Regions from separate parts of the Rattus norvegicus genome. Here regions 2, 3 and 4 are each linked to region 1. The links are chromatin contacts, called in public Hi-C maps. All regions are on one chromosome and are shown on one strand. The core of a region is the stretch at or near the end of the contact, and the rest is flanking DNA. Distances in the headings are between cores, read along the strand shown. Region 1 holds the start of Maml3 (mastermind-like transcriptional coactivator 3). Region 2 overlaps Maml3 (mastermind-like transcriptional coactivator 3). Region 3 overlaps Maml3 (mastermind-like transcriptional coactivator 3). Region 4 overlaps Maml3 (mastermind-like transcriptional coactivator 3).

Region 1 (2,837 bases), core at 169-2,668:
CTCCATCCAACCTCACCCCCGGTGCAAATCAGACCCTCACAGCCCCCAAGCCAGAAACTCCACGCCCCCGACCCCATCGCGCACCCCAGCGAGTCCTCACCATGATTAGCGTATGGTTCCTCTGCTCGGCTGAGGCAGCCTCCGCATCTTGCTGGGCTTTACTCGGGTGCTGCTGCTTGCCGGTGCCGGCGCCCGATTTCTTGGCTCTCTGCTCCAGGGTCCTCTGATAGAGGCTCACCGTGTCCCGGCGCTCCAGCTCCAGCTGCTCCACCTGAGCCTGCTGATACCTGTTCTCGCAGTTGACGTGGTGCCGGCGGCAGCCCTCGATGCGCTGGCGGAGCCGCTCGACTACCGTGCTGTGCTTGGGGACGGCCGCCGAGCTGCCGCCGGGGCCCCCGGAGCCGCCGCAGCCGCCGGCAGCGGGGTGATTGCTACTCGGAGCCACCGGAGTGCTATTGGGAGTATTCACGCCGATCCCGGCCCCGCCGAGGCTGCTGCTCAGGCTGCTGTTGATACAGATACTACCACCATTCGCGGCAGCAGCGGGGGCTGCGAAATCCCCCATCCTGCTCCCGGGGCACACTATTTTGGAAGAACTTTTTTTTTTTAATCCACCCCCTATCAGCCTCCTCCTTGGGTCCAAGGATTAAAATAGTTTAAGTGGAACGCGGGGGAGACGCAAGCACATGGATGAAAACAGCGATCCCCACGGGGTGGAAAAAAAAGAGGGGAGAGATTTTTGGGGTGGTTTTTTTTTTGTTTCCTTAAAAAAAGACTGTAAAGATCGAGGGGAGAAAAGGGGGGTCTTATCAGAATACCATCAGACACCTATCAATAGAATCCCAACAAACTGAGCCGGCAGCAGATCGGCTTGCAACTCAAGGGGAGATCCGCTCCTCGCCTGGCTCCTTTTAATAATCCATTATTTTCTAATAAATTCCAGGAGGTTTCCGGTGGTTGGCAAGCATTTTCTCCCTACGTACCGAAAAACACACCCCATGTACACACACGAGCGTGTGCCTCCAGTGCGGACACGCGCGACACACACTCACTCCACGCCGCATCGGAAAACGGCGAGCTTGCTTATTGCATTTTCCTTCCACAAAAAAGTTTTGGTGTTTATGCCGCCCCGTGTTCTCAAAGTACTTTGGCTGCTCAGTTGCATTTCACAGGAGCCTAGACATCGAGTCCTCGGGCTGGGCAAGTAAACACATGGACAGTCCGAGGCGACTGCAAAAGTAGATCGCTGGAGTCCTTTGCGAAACGCCGCCGCGCGGAGAGCAGCCACTAACGCTCGGCCAGGCTGCCGCTGCCGCCGCCGCCTCCGCCACCATCACAATGATCAACTGCTCGCCGCCGCCGCCTCCTCCTCCTCCTCGCGCTCCTCCACCTCCTCCTCCTCCTCCATGCCAGCGGAGTGATATCAGGACGCGCGAGCTCAGTAAACACGGCAGCGGCGGCGGCTGGAGGCCGTGAGACGAGCCCGGGGACCCAGTGCAAAACCTGGCCCGGACTCTCCCCGGCGGGAGCGGGCGCGGCGCGCACCGACCTGACTCCCGCCTCCCTTGCCGTCCCCCTCCCGCGCCCTCCCCTTCCCCAACCCAGCTGCTCCCCGGGATGGGAAGCACGACTTGCCAGGAGGACAGGGGAAAGCAAAGATTGGGGGGGATCTTAGGAGTGGATCACCTTTTGACCCGTGTGTGTGTGTGTGTGTGTGTGTGTGTGTGTGTGTGCGCGCGCGCGCGCGCGGCACGCGTGTATGTGTGTGTGTGTGTGTGTGAGTGAGCGCGCGGCGCGCGTGTGTGTGTGTGTGTGTGTGTGTGTGTGTGTGTGTGTGTATGTGCGCGCGCGAGTGCGCGGGGACGCGCCAGGCTGGCTGCGTTTCCTCCTGCCCAGCGAGGTATCCAGCGAGCCCAAGTTGTTGTTATACATTTATGCATTATATTGCAGAACTGTGCATGACCAGGCAGAAACATTGCAGCTTCCCAACAGTTATCATTCCCACCCATGTGAAACGAAAAGGTCAAATGAGTGGCTTGTTTTCAAGACCCAGAGAAGAAGACCCTGCTAGTGAACTCTTACTCAAAATTCTAGGACCCTCCTAACCCAAATACTTAATTTTTTTCTTACGTTTATTTATTTATTGGGAAGAAAAAGTGCCCAGTGCCACAGTGCACTCGCGCCTAGAAGTCAGATGACAGTTTTGTGGAGTCCTCCAAGGTGGGTACTAGGGTTTGAATCAAGGTTGTCAAGATCTCAGATCTCAACTTTACCTCCTGGAAATCTCATCTGGCTCAAGTACCCATTTCTCAATGAACAGAAATAAGCAGTCAAAACAAGACCTTGGGATATTATTTATTTCTCTGTACATAACGACTGTTGTTATTAGGGGGATTATTGTTTTATTTATCCCTGAAAAAATTAAAACCAAGCAAGCAGGGACTTGGAGGTGAGACTAACAGTACATTTTTAACAGACTGTTTTGAACACTAGGTGCTAATGACTACGGCAGTAATTAAGGGTCCTTCCTAAATCAAGTGGAAAGATTGCAGATTTCATGTGTTAGAACTATAGAGAAAAAAAAAAAAAACAAACCAGCATTTCACAGTTTGTTGTGACCAAAACAAAACAAGCCAAAAAAAAAAAAAAAAAAAAAAAAAAAAAGCAGGCTTACCTTACTGCTAGATACATTTCTATTTCAATGGATTCACAACATGGTACAATTGAAATGGAGTTAATACAGAAAAGTAATCTCTTGTTTTATTATCATGCGTTAGCTGCCCGGACATCAAGTATCTATCTGACAAGAAAGGGCTAAAAACACAGGGAATAAAAGA
Region 2 (2,837 bases), core at 132-2,631, 240 kb before region 1:
AAGGAAGTGAACAGATGAAAAGATTTGATCGGTGTCATTCCCAGATGGAGACTTCTACCAGCAAGAACCACCAATGTACGGCAAGCGCGGCCAAGCCCAGGGTTCTGTTTATTTTCTGGGAAGGACGAGGTGGGAGGAGAAACACTTCAGAGAGCTTCAGTGCATTTCCCTTCCTTGCGTAGGGCCCAGGAATATTTTTATTCCACTGTTTACTCAAAATGTCCTCTTTCTCAACGAGGAGGAATTCTCACTTTTGTTTTTAGCCCCTTCATGAGAGCCTCTCCCTCTGCAGCTCTGAAGTCCTGTGCCAGCTTAGGAGATGCAAATGGCTTGGAGCTCCCAGATGTGAGGAGAGGCTTTTGAATAAAACCCCAGCACACATTCATCTCCCTTCGGAATGCCAAAGTACTGAAACAGGTCTATAAATAAAATCTCTGGTACCCCTCAAAGAGGTCAAGAGCCCCATTTCCATGTGAGCTGTCACACAGTGAGCACACCCAGGCCGCCAAGAACCACCTCTCACATGGACTCTCATACTCTCCCCTCACCCACACACCTCTGCCAGTCAGCAAACACACCATAATTCTTAATTCTAGACAGTACTGGACCCCTAGGCATCCGTTTCATTGAGTACTTTTGCTCTAGATGTGAAGGCTGAGGGTCTGGGCTTTCTTTACCAATAAGGAGACTGCTTTATGTCTATGGCTTTCCATGTGTGCACGTATGTGCACCTGTGTGCAGTTCCAAGCCTATGCATGCAGAGGCCAGGGGTTGCCATGGGTTGTTATTCTCTAACCTTCTCTACCTTATATGAGTCTCCCACATCAAATTCTACTACACAGACTGGTCTGGAGGCTTGGGGGATGGGGGCACTTCCTGGGGGTGTCTTCCTGTCTTGGCACTTGGATTACTGATGAGCACAGCCAAGTGACAAGGTTTTCCCATGAATGTTGGGGGCCACACTTGGTCTTTAGGCTTACTCTGCAAGCCCTTTAATCAGAGAGTCTTTAGACTTTTCCCACCAATGAGACATAAGGTAGGACAGGACGACTTTTCTCTCCTGATTGAATCCCCATGGGAAAGGTAAGATGTCTATATGCACATGTCATAGGAGGCACATGCTTATATACGGGCAAACACGGAGGCCGAAATGTCCAGGTGGACGGCAGAGCAGGCCACCCACCCTGCAACCTGGGAGCAGCAGCAGTCTGGAGTCTGCGGGCTGAGCTTTCCTGTGTGGGAGACGCTCTCGGCTTCATCCCAGCTGAAATTCATTTTTCAAAAGAAATTAGACCGAGGCACTGTTGTTATAGCAACAGTCAGAGTCATTTAGGCACACAGTCTCTTTTCTACAACCTCACTGACTTATGTGGGCAGCATTTCAGTTATGCAAGGGGAGTGGCCGAGGCTGAGCTTGTGCGGGCCCTTTATCGGCCTTGAAGATGAGAAAGCCGGAGTCCTCTACGGCCAATCTATAGCCCAAAGACAATACTGTGTGCTCCAGGGGGAGGGCAGGGAAGACATCTGAAAAAGCCCTCTGAATCCAGCACTTCCATCCCCTGGGGTAGGAACGGAGTGTGTCAGCTCTGGATTCCTTGGCTTAGCTAGGGATGGGCAGCCCACGGGAGGAATATCTGGTGAGAGGAGTAATGCAGTCAGTGAACCTCGAAGTGACTTCATTATTTCAAGTCTGTAGGACGTTGGGGGGTAGACTTCCTAATGTGACAGTCCACACCAACCGCTGAAGCCCATGCTCAGTTCCAAAATGACCTTGCTCTGAGGAAAATGCACACCTCTTGAGGGAGGATCCTCAGGTTAAAGGACCCGCCAGGGAAGAAAAGCCACCATGTTGTCTACATCCATACTAGGGATATACAAGGATAATAACAAACTGAGCCTGGTGCTTATGGCCAATGCTACAGGACACCGTGTCCCACCACTTACGAAACCACATGTCAAAGTCTAGCCACTCAGGGTCTTTATAAGGTCACTAAGGTAAAGTAAGGTCATTAGGGTGGTGGTGACTTCTTACAAAAAGCAGGAATTAGGCTACAGGTCACAGAGGGAAAGCCTGTGAGGACAGATGGCTACCTTAGTTCTACTAGCCCACTTGGTTGCTGTGCCAAAATGCCAGAGACTGGATACTTCATAAAGAACATTTGTCACAGTCTTGGAAGTCCAAGATCAAGATGCTGGAAGGGTCAGGGTCCAGTGAGCCATCTTCCTATGGAGTGACATCACCTGGGTATCCTGGCATGGCAAAAGAGCAAACGAGAAAGGGTCTAACCTACACCCCTTCAGCCTTTTAGTCAACACCAATGCTACTCACGGGGAACAGCGACTCGGAGCCCCACCTGTTAAAACCTCACCACCTGGGGATGCAGCTTCAACACTGAGTTCTAGGAGGTACTCAGGCCAAGGCAATGGCTTGGAAGAAACCAACTTGGCTGGCAGCTCACTTTTGGACTTCTAGCCCCTGGATTTGTGAGGGAGTAAATTTCTGGAGCTCACGAAGCCTAGTATCTGATACTCTGTCACAGCCTTGGCAAACAAGAGTCATCATTTGGTTCCCGCCTATCCCTGTCCGGTCTGGGTCTTAGTCAGGTCAGGGCACTTAATAACTAACACAAAGGATCATCTTGCACGAACTTGTCCAGCTGACTGAGCACGGCTGGGCATGAGTTCTGTCAGGAAGGAGGGTCGTAGTGAGTAGGAGTGGGTGCCCAACCTCCAGAACCTTCAGTGTGGAGACGACAGGGAAGCAGAGAAATAGTGTAGTTTGTAGCAGGCACCTGGACTGCATGTCTCTGCTTCCCAATAGTGTCCCAGGCTGGGGA
Region 3 (2,837 bases), core at 251-2,750, 220 kb before region 1:
GGGGAAAATAGATTAAGTTTCCCAGTGGCCTCCTGAGGCTAATGAGCTTCCTGTCGCTCGAACTTTCCCTAACCAGGCTACGCATTCATGTGCCGGGTATTTGTAAAGGTATTTCTTTTATGAGTGGAAGGCAGGAGAAAATGACTTCTGCGATTACTTCTAATGCTATGATCCATCTATTAAGGTTTCCTGTCTCTCCTTAGCATTTCTTAGTCAAGGATTCACATATATTTTCCATGTGTGGAATAGACAGGCACTCAGGGCAAATCACCTGAAAAACAGAAACGTGACTCTCTAAGTTTTGAGCTTTTCATATTTTGTTAAAGTGGTAGGTACGTGGGTGTGGCCAGCGCACAGGCCCCACACCTGTCACTCTCATGAGTTTCCATGGTTTTATCAGAGGTGGCCCCACCCTCCTCCAAACCTCAGTAAATGTACTGGCCGTGTCATCAATTCCCACTTTACCCTCTCCAGTCTATCCTCTTCAAGTAAGCCCAGCACTAGGGAAGCAGGGGCAGGTGGATCTCTGTGAGTACAAGACCAGGCTGGTCTATATAGTGAGTTCCAGGCCAGCCAGGGCTATACAGAAAAACCTGTCTCTAAAAAACAAACAAACTAAAACCCCAAAGCCAAAAACAAAAACAAAAACCTATCCTTCCCCCCAAAACAACAACAACAACAGAAGAAAAGTCATATCATGCTGTTCTGTCTAAATTTCTACAGATTTTCACATTCATCGAAGTTAAATTTGTCACAGGGCTTAGGAAATGCTGGTTGGCCTGATGTCTCCAAAGTCCTTTGGGCCCATCCTCTCCTGTACCAGAGCGCCCTTGCAAATATGGCCTGCCTACTCTGAGGTTCCCTATCTGTTCAGAGGGGCAGACTCAGCTCCAGGTGGGACCCTGCCTCCCTCCCAGCTCTTTCTCTCACTTTCATCTGTTCTGTCTTTATGGTGCTCCCCCTGTCATAGTTCATAGCCCCCTCACCTTGTACGCCTCCCCGTGGGTCACCTTCTCCACAGGAGTACAGACTCAGAGGTCGTGACCTTGCCTGCTATCCTTTCTTATGTGTCTCAGTGTCAGCCAACATCTGAGGGTTTTCCAGGAAGTACTGGAGAAAGGAAGGGAAGAGTGAATGAGCGCTTTCCTCTGCGAGTCTGTTCCCGGGGAAGGTGTATGTAGCCATGAAGATGTTCTTCTCCTGAGTCCTAAACATGACTATTTACTCACTCAGGCTTCCTCCTTTTGGAAGTGCTATACAGATCAGAAGCCCAAGAGGATTTTGGAATGACCCTCAAGAAGATCCTTCACAAAACTGAAATCCTAAGATTAGAGAGAGAAAGACCCTGCTGGAACCCTGAGCTTCTTCCCCTGAACCTTACGGCAAAATCCCAAACGGTCCCGATCTGAAGACAATCTCCCCACTCCACCCCACACACACACCACCGGGGCTCTCAGAAAACATCCTGGGAGCAAGGAACACGAGCTTCTGAGATGGGTGACTGAAGAGGTGGGAGAGACTCCTTCTCTGGAGTTCTTTAAAAATAGAGCAGCCATCTGGGATAGTTTAGATACGGCCTCAGCAAAAGGCGGGGGACTGGAGGGGGGTGGAAGATCTGAAGCTCATCTCCTCATCTTGGATTTTCTGATATTTCATTTTCACGTTTTACTCACGGCAAAAGTCCGGAAGGAGCTAGAAATTCACCTTTTCTTTTCAACCAAACATCCCATTTTGTTTCCAAGGGAATTCTACTGTGTCAGTAACCCCTGTGCTTCAGATGCGTGATTTGAATGCCACGGCTTTTTTTGTTTTGAAGGAAGTTTGGATAAAACTTAGCTTCCATTTTCTCTTTCCTAGAGAGGGAGCAAAGGCAGTTACGATGGGAAACATGTTTAGCCGCTAGGAAGTGATTATTGGAGACGTGCAAATCTAGGCTTGGGTCCTGGCCACCCCACTGGAAAGGACAGAGCAGGAGGAAACAGTGGCTGAAGGAACTTGGCTAGGATCCTGTGGAACATTCCACACCCGGACCTGTTGCAAGAGGTTAAGCCTTGGAAGCCTCGTTTGCTGTAACCATTGCTTCTCCATTTTGTTTGTTTGATGGAATTAAGCTCAATAAAGTCAACGTGTGTAAACAACAGGGAGTGTGTTTTTCTGACACGAAGTCATTTTCTGATTTGTTCTTGTTACTTCTGCTTTTTGCATCAAAACTTCACTGTCAAAAAAAATAATGAATTTTAAGACATAGAAGGTCACATTTTACTATTTTTACCATAGAGGCCACACTAGGGGAAAAAAAGAGCTTGTTAAATTTGTTTCTCAGCAGTATTTGCATGCCCTGTTTTTTTTTAAACCCAAATAAACTTGATTGTGATTATCAAATACATTAATTTTAAAATGCTCATTACAAGCACTCCTGTACACAACAGACTAACGCCCAGTCTGAGACAAGTTGTTTATCCTTAAAGAACACAAACAGCTTCTAACGATGACATTAAGTCAGCTCAGAGTGTTCATTGCAGAGGACCAGACCTCAGTTTCCAGAACTCATGTCAGGTGGCTGACGACTGCCAGCTCCTGGAGGTTTAACACCCTCTTCTGATCTCTAAGTATATGTCTATATAAACTCATAGAGACTCACACAAAACCTAAATAATGAAAATAACCCATAATAAATATTGCCATAAGTCAGATCAAAGGGTCTTCACAAAATCAGATTTGGAAATTGATCTTATCATGTCACATGATTTCGGTCACACACCTATAATCTCTCCTCCCCTGATTGGTCCTGGGACAAGGGCTGAGTGTCTCTACATCTGTTCTACTGTGGCTGTGAG
Region 4 (2,837 bases), core at 191-2,690, 200 kb before region 1:
TGGTACTGAGATTGGTGCCAGGAGGATTCTGGAAACAAAGGGGCCAGACATCATCTGTGTCTGTTGCATGTATGGGTGTGAATGTATGATGTGTGTGTGTCTGTGTATGTATGCTTTTCCAGGGAGATTTATACATGCTAAATCTGCTAGGGGATTTTCTGTTTTTGTACTACATGTAACTGAATGAATTACCAAGTGTTCTTCACACTAGAAACCTTTAATGCCAAACCAACCGGTTTCACTATATGCATTGTTGGTCAAGAACTAGAGGATGTGGAATCTATGATCATGCCATGTACAGGGCCTGTTGTGAAGGGCGCTGAACACAGGGTCAGGGCTCTGCTTCTTCTCACTCTTTGCCCTCCTGCTGACATGACACAGCCTGGACCATCTGTGGTCACTAAAATTCTCTGTTTAATCTGCACACAGCACTGTCCTGACACATCAGAGCACACATCTACCTGGGTCACTACCACGTGACCATGGCTTACAGTCAGCCCCCCAAACCCCCTCCCCACACCACACACTTAGGCTTCTGCTTAAATTGCTCACCAGAAAGATGATTTAAATCGCTTTTCAACAAATAGAATTTCAGTACTGTTTTTCTTACCAAAGTATGTTGCCATTGTCCAAACCTCTATTATAAACTGCAGAAAATTCAGGTGTATAATTTTCCTTTCGGAGAAACTGTATATTAAGTGTGTAAACTGTATAGAAACAGGTCACTTAGGAAACAGAACCATCATTTGGCCATTTTATTCTCCAAAGGTAAATAAAGCAGATATTGGCTAAAATCACAAAAACAAAAGGTTTTCAGCTTGCCGGGTTAATTTTGGCAAGCTTTTTTGGGGGGTGGGGGTGGGGGTGGTTGTGTTGAAATAATCACTGAAACTCAAAACAAGTGATACACCATTGCAAACTTAAATGTTCACTTATATGCACACTGCATTTCAGATACTTTTCTGTAATAATATGTAACAAATACACAATTTTTAGCAAATGTATAAATAAGTATTTTATTTCTAGATGAGAAACACGAGCTGAAAAAAGATGTAAAAGAATGTCTCACCATGGTTTAAAACAAACAAAGAGTCTCCCTAAATGAAAAACTTTGAAGCAGGATGTTTTGAAGGGTGCGTCTTCCCCTCTCCCATCACATAACTTCACACGGGTGAAAGCTGCTCCCCTCCTGGAGAGAAAAGTGTGATCATCTTCATGGCATACTGGTGAGAAAGAAGGTTTTTCAGAAGACAGGCAAGACAGGCAGGAAGGAGAATCAAGAGAGCCTGCCATTGTGGGGCCCTGAGATGACAGAAGCGGGAAAAGTAAAGGGTTCAGGCTTTGAATGTAGAGAGAAATGGAGTTGTAATCCGAGCCCAGGGAAGGCAGGCAGCCACGAGAGCCGGAGCCTGGCCGTGAGGATGCTGGAGGATTAAGGAGATAAGCCTGTGGTAGCATTCCTGGAATTCTTGGAGGTGACTGGCTCTGGTTGCTAGGGATTGCATGTGCAAGATCATTCTGGCTAAAACAGAGATGTAAAGAAAAGGGTTGGATCCTGCTTTTACAGATTTGTTTCTATTTTGTGTGTATGGGTGGGTGCCTGACACCCACGGAGGCCAGGAAAAGGTTTGCGATCCTCTGGGCCTGGAGTTAGGATGATTGTGAGCTGCTATGTGGGTGCTGAGAATCGAACCTGGATACTTAGGAAGAGCAGCCATTGTTCTTAACCGCTGGACCATCTCTCCAGCACAAGAGTTGAATTCTTTATCTGGATCTCTCAACTTAGATTCAATAACTGTGTACAGTGCAATCACTCTGTGAGTTGGAGACCCCGGGACAAGGGGCTGAGGTGCATATGTTACATACCAAAGCAGACCCTGCCTCCAAGTTCTTCCAGGATCCCTTATTCCCTACCTAGCATACCCCTGCCTCCAACCCTGAACTTTCTAGCCCAGGGGCTGGGTTGCCCTTACCCCAGGCTCTTCCCTGTATCATCCAGACATTTTGGTCCCCCCCTTCCTTCCCTCCCCCTCCCCATGGCAGCTTCACTGGCTTCTGTTCTTGGGGCCAGTGAACTCACCTGAGAGCAGCTCTAATCTGGCTTGGCCTCGCTCACCTCACCAGCCTGAAGTAACCTACCAAGGCACAGGTCACAGGTTCTGACAACAACCTGTGGGATATCCAGTACAGAAAACAAGGAATACAAACGCCATGGCTATGCTATGTGTGGTTGTAGGTGAAAAGACATTTTAAAAAGAGGTTTCTACTTTGCCTAAGGGTCAGCCCCCAGGTCTTGGAAAAGACCAAGGAGGCACTGCCTTGGGGTCTCCTACTCTCTCAGCTGGAGAACAGCATCTCACATTGTCTCATTATTTTTTTCCAGAGCTGGGGACCGAACCCAGGGCCTTGCACTTGCTAGGCAAGCGCTCTACCACTGAGCCAAATCCCCATCCCCCATGTTGTCTCATTTTGTTTTGTTCTTTTGAGGCAGGGTCTCTCACCAACCAGGATGTCACTTGGCTTTTAGCCAGGTAAGTCATGGAGGTCCTTGGTCTCCCCATCCAAGGGATTACAGGCAGGCCAGTTTCCTTTGTTTGCTTTTGAAATGTGAATTCTGGGAATCGAATTTAGTTCTGCTTGCAAACATTTAGCAACTGAGCTCTCTCTGTAGCCCTAAGTCTTACTCTTAAAGTTTAAAGTTTGATTTTGCCGTTAAGGGTAGATGGCTGCTGGATTTAAATTCCTTTTAAAATACATCTATTATTACCACTAGAACCAAACTATTATATAGTCAAGGCAGCGTACCCCACAGTACTCTGTAGTCTTCTGCACGTAAC

Evidence for each region. A called contact is a pair of places that touch in the nucleus more often than the background predicts.
Region 2: a contact with region 1 is called in a Hi-C map of prefrontal cortex, with 2.5 times the contacts expected there. The contact joins the enhancer-like site here to the promoter of Maml3 in region 1. A contact is called at or near these places in 3 of 12 Hi-C or Micro-C datasets (the A7r5 cell line, mammary epithelial cells and prefrontal cortex) and 1 of 1 datasets of contacts at active chromatin or transcription factors (oligodendrocytes).
Region 3: a contact with region 1 is called in a Hi-C map of kidney, with 2.5 times the contacts expected there. The contact joins the enhancer-like site here to the promoter of Maml3 in region 1. A contact is called at or near these places in 3 of 12 Hi-C or Micro-C datasets (frontal cortex, kidney and mammary epithelial cells) and 1 of 1 datasets of contacts at active chromatin or transcription factors (oligodendrocytes).
Region 4: a Hi-C map of the A7r5 cell line shows a contact between it and region 1, with 4 times the contacts expected there. The contact joins the enhancer-like site here to the promoter of Maml3 in region 1. A contact is called at or near these places in 3 of 12 Hi-C or Micro-C datasets (the A7r5 cell line, the Rat2 cell line and Schwann cells).

Annotation. Positions count from the first base shown.
Region 1 is chr2:138,287,197-138,290,033 of GRCr8, forward strand. It overlaps Maml3 (mastermind-like transcriptional coactivator 3), which reads right to left and starts at 1,419. Exons shown (of 5, transcript NM_001107675.3): 1 at 101-1,419. The coding sequence starts at 565.
Region 2 is chr2:138,048,035-138,050,871 of GRCr8, forward strand. The region is part of intron 1 of Maml3 (mastermind-like transcriptional coactivator 3); the gene reads right to left. Among named protein-coding and RNA genes, the nearest start is that of Mgst2, 210 kb to the left of the region's middle. Within about 2 kb of position 1,382, at least 37 of the 93 cell types and tissues checked have an H3K27ac peak or open chromatin away from gene starts, as enhancers often do. A contact at or near this core is called in the A7r5 cell line and prefrontal cortex, where this site is marked.
Region 3 is chr2:138,064,126-138,066,962 of GRCr8, forward strand. The region is part of intron 1 of Maml3 (mastermind-like transcriptional coactivator 3); the gene reads right to left. Among named protein-coding and RNA genes, the nearest start is that of Mgst2, 220 kb to the left of the region's middle. Within about 2 kb of position 1,501, at least 11 of the 93 cell types and tissues checked have an H3K27ac peak or open chromatin away from gene starts, as enhancers often do.
Region 4 is chr2:138,088,386-138,091,222 of GRCr8, forward strand. The region is part of intron 1 of Maml3 (mastermind-like transcriptional coactivator 3); the gene reads right to left. Among named protein-coding and RNA genes, the nearest start is that of Maml3, 200 kb to the right of the region's middle. Within about 2 kb of position 1,441, at least 8 of the 93 cell types and tissues checked have an H3K27ac peak or open chromatin away from gene starts, as enhancers often do. A contact at or near this core is called in the A7r5 cell line, where this site is marked.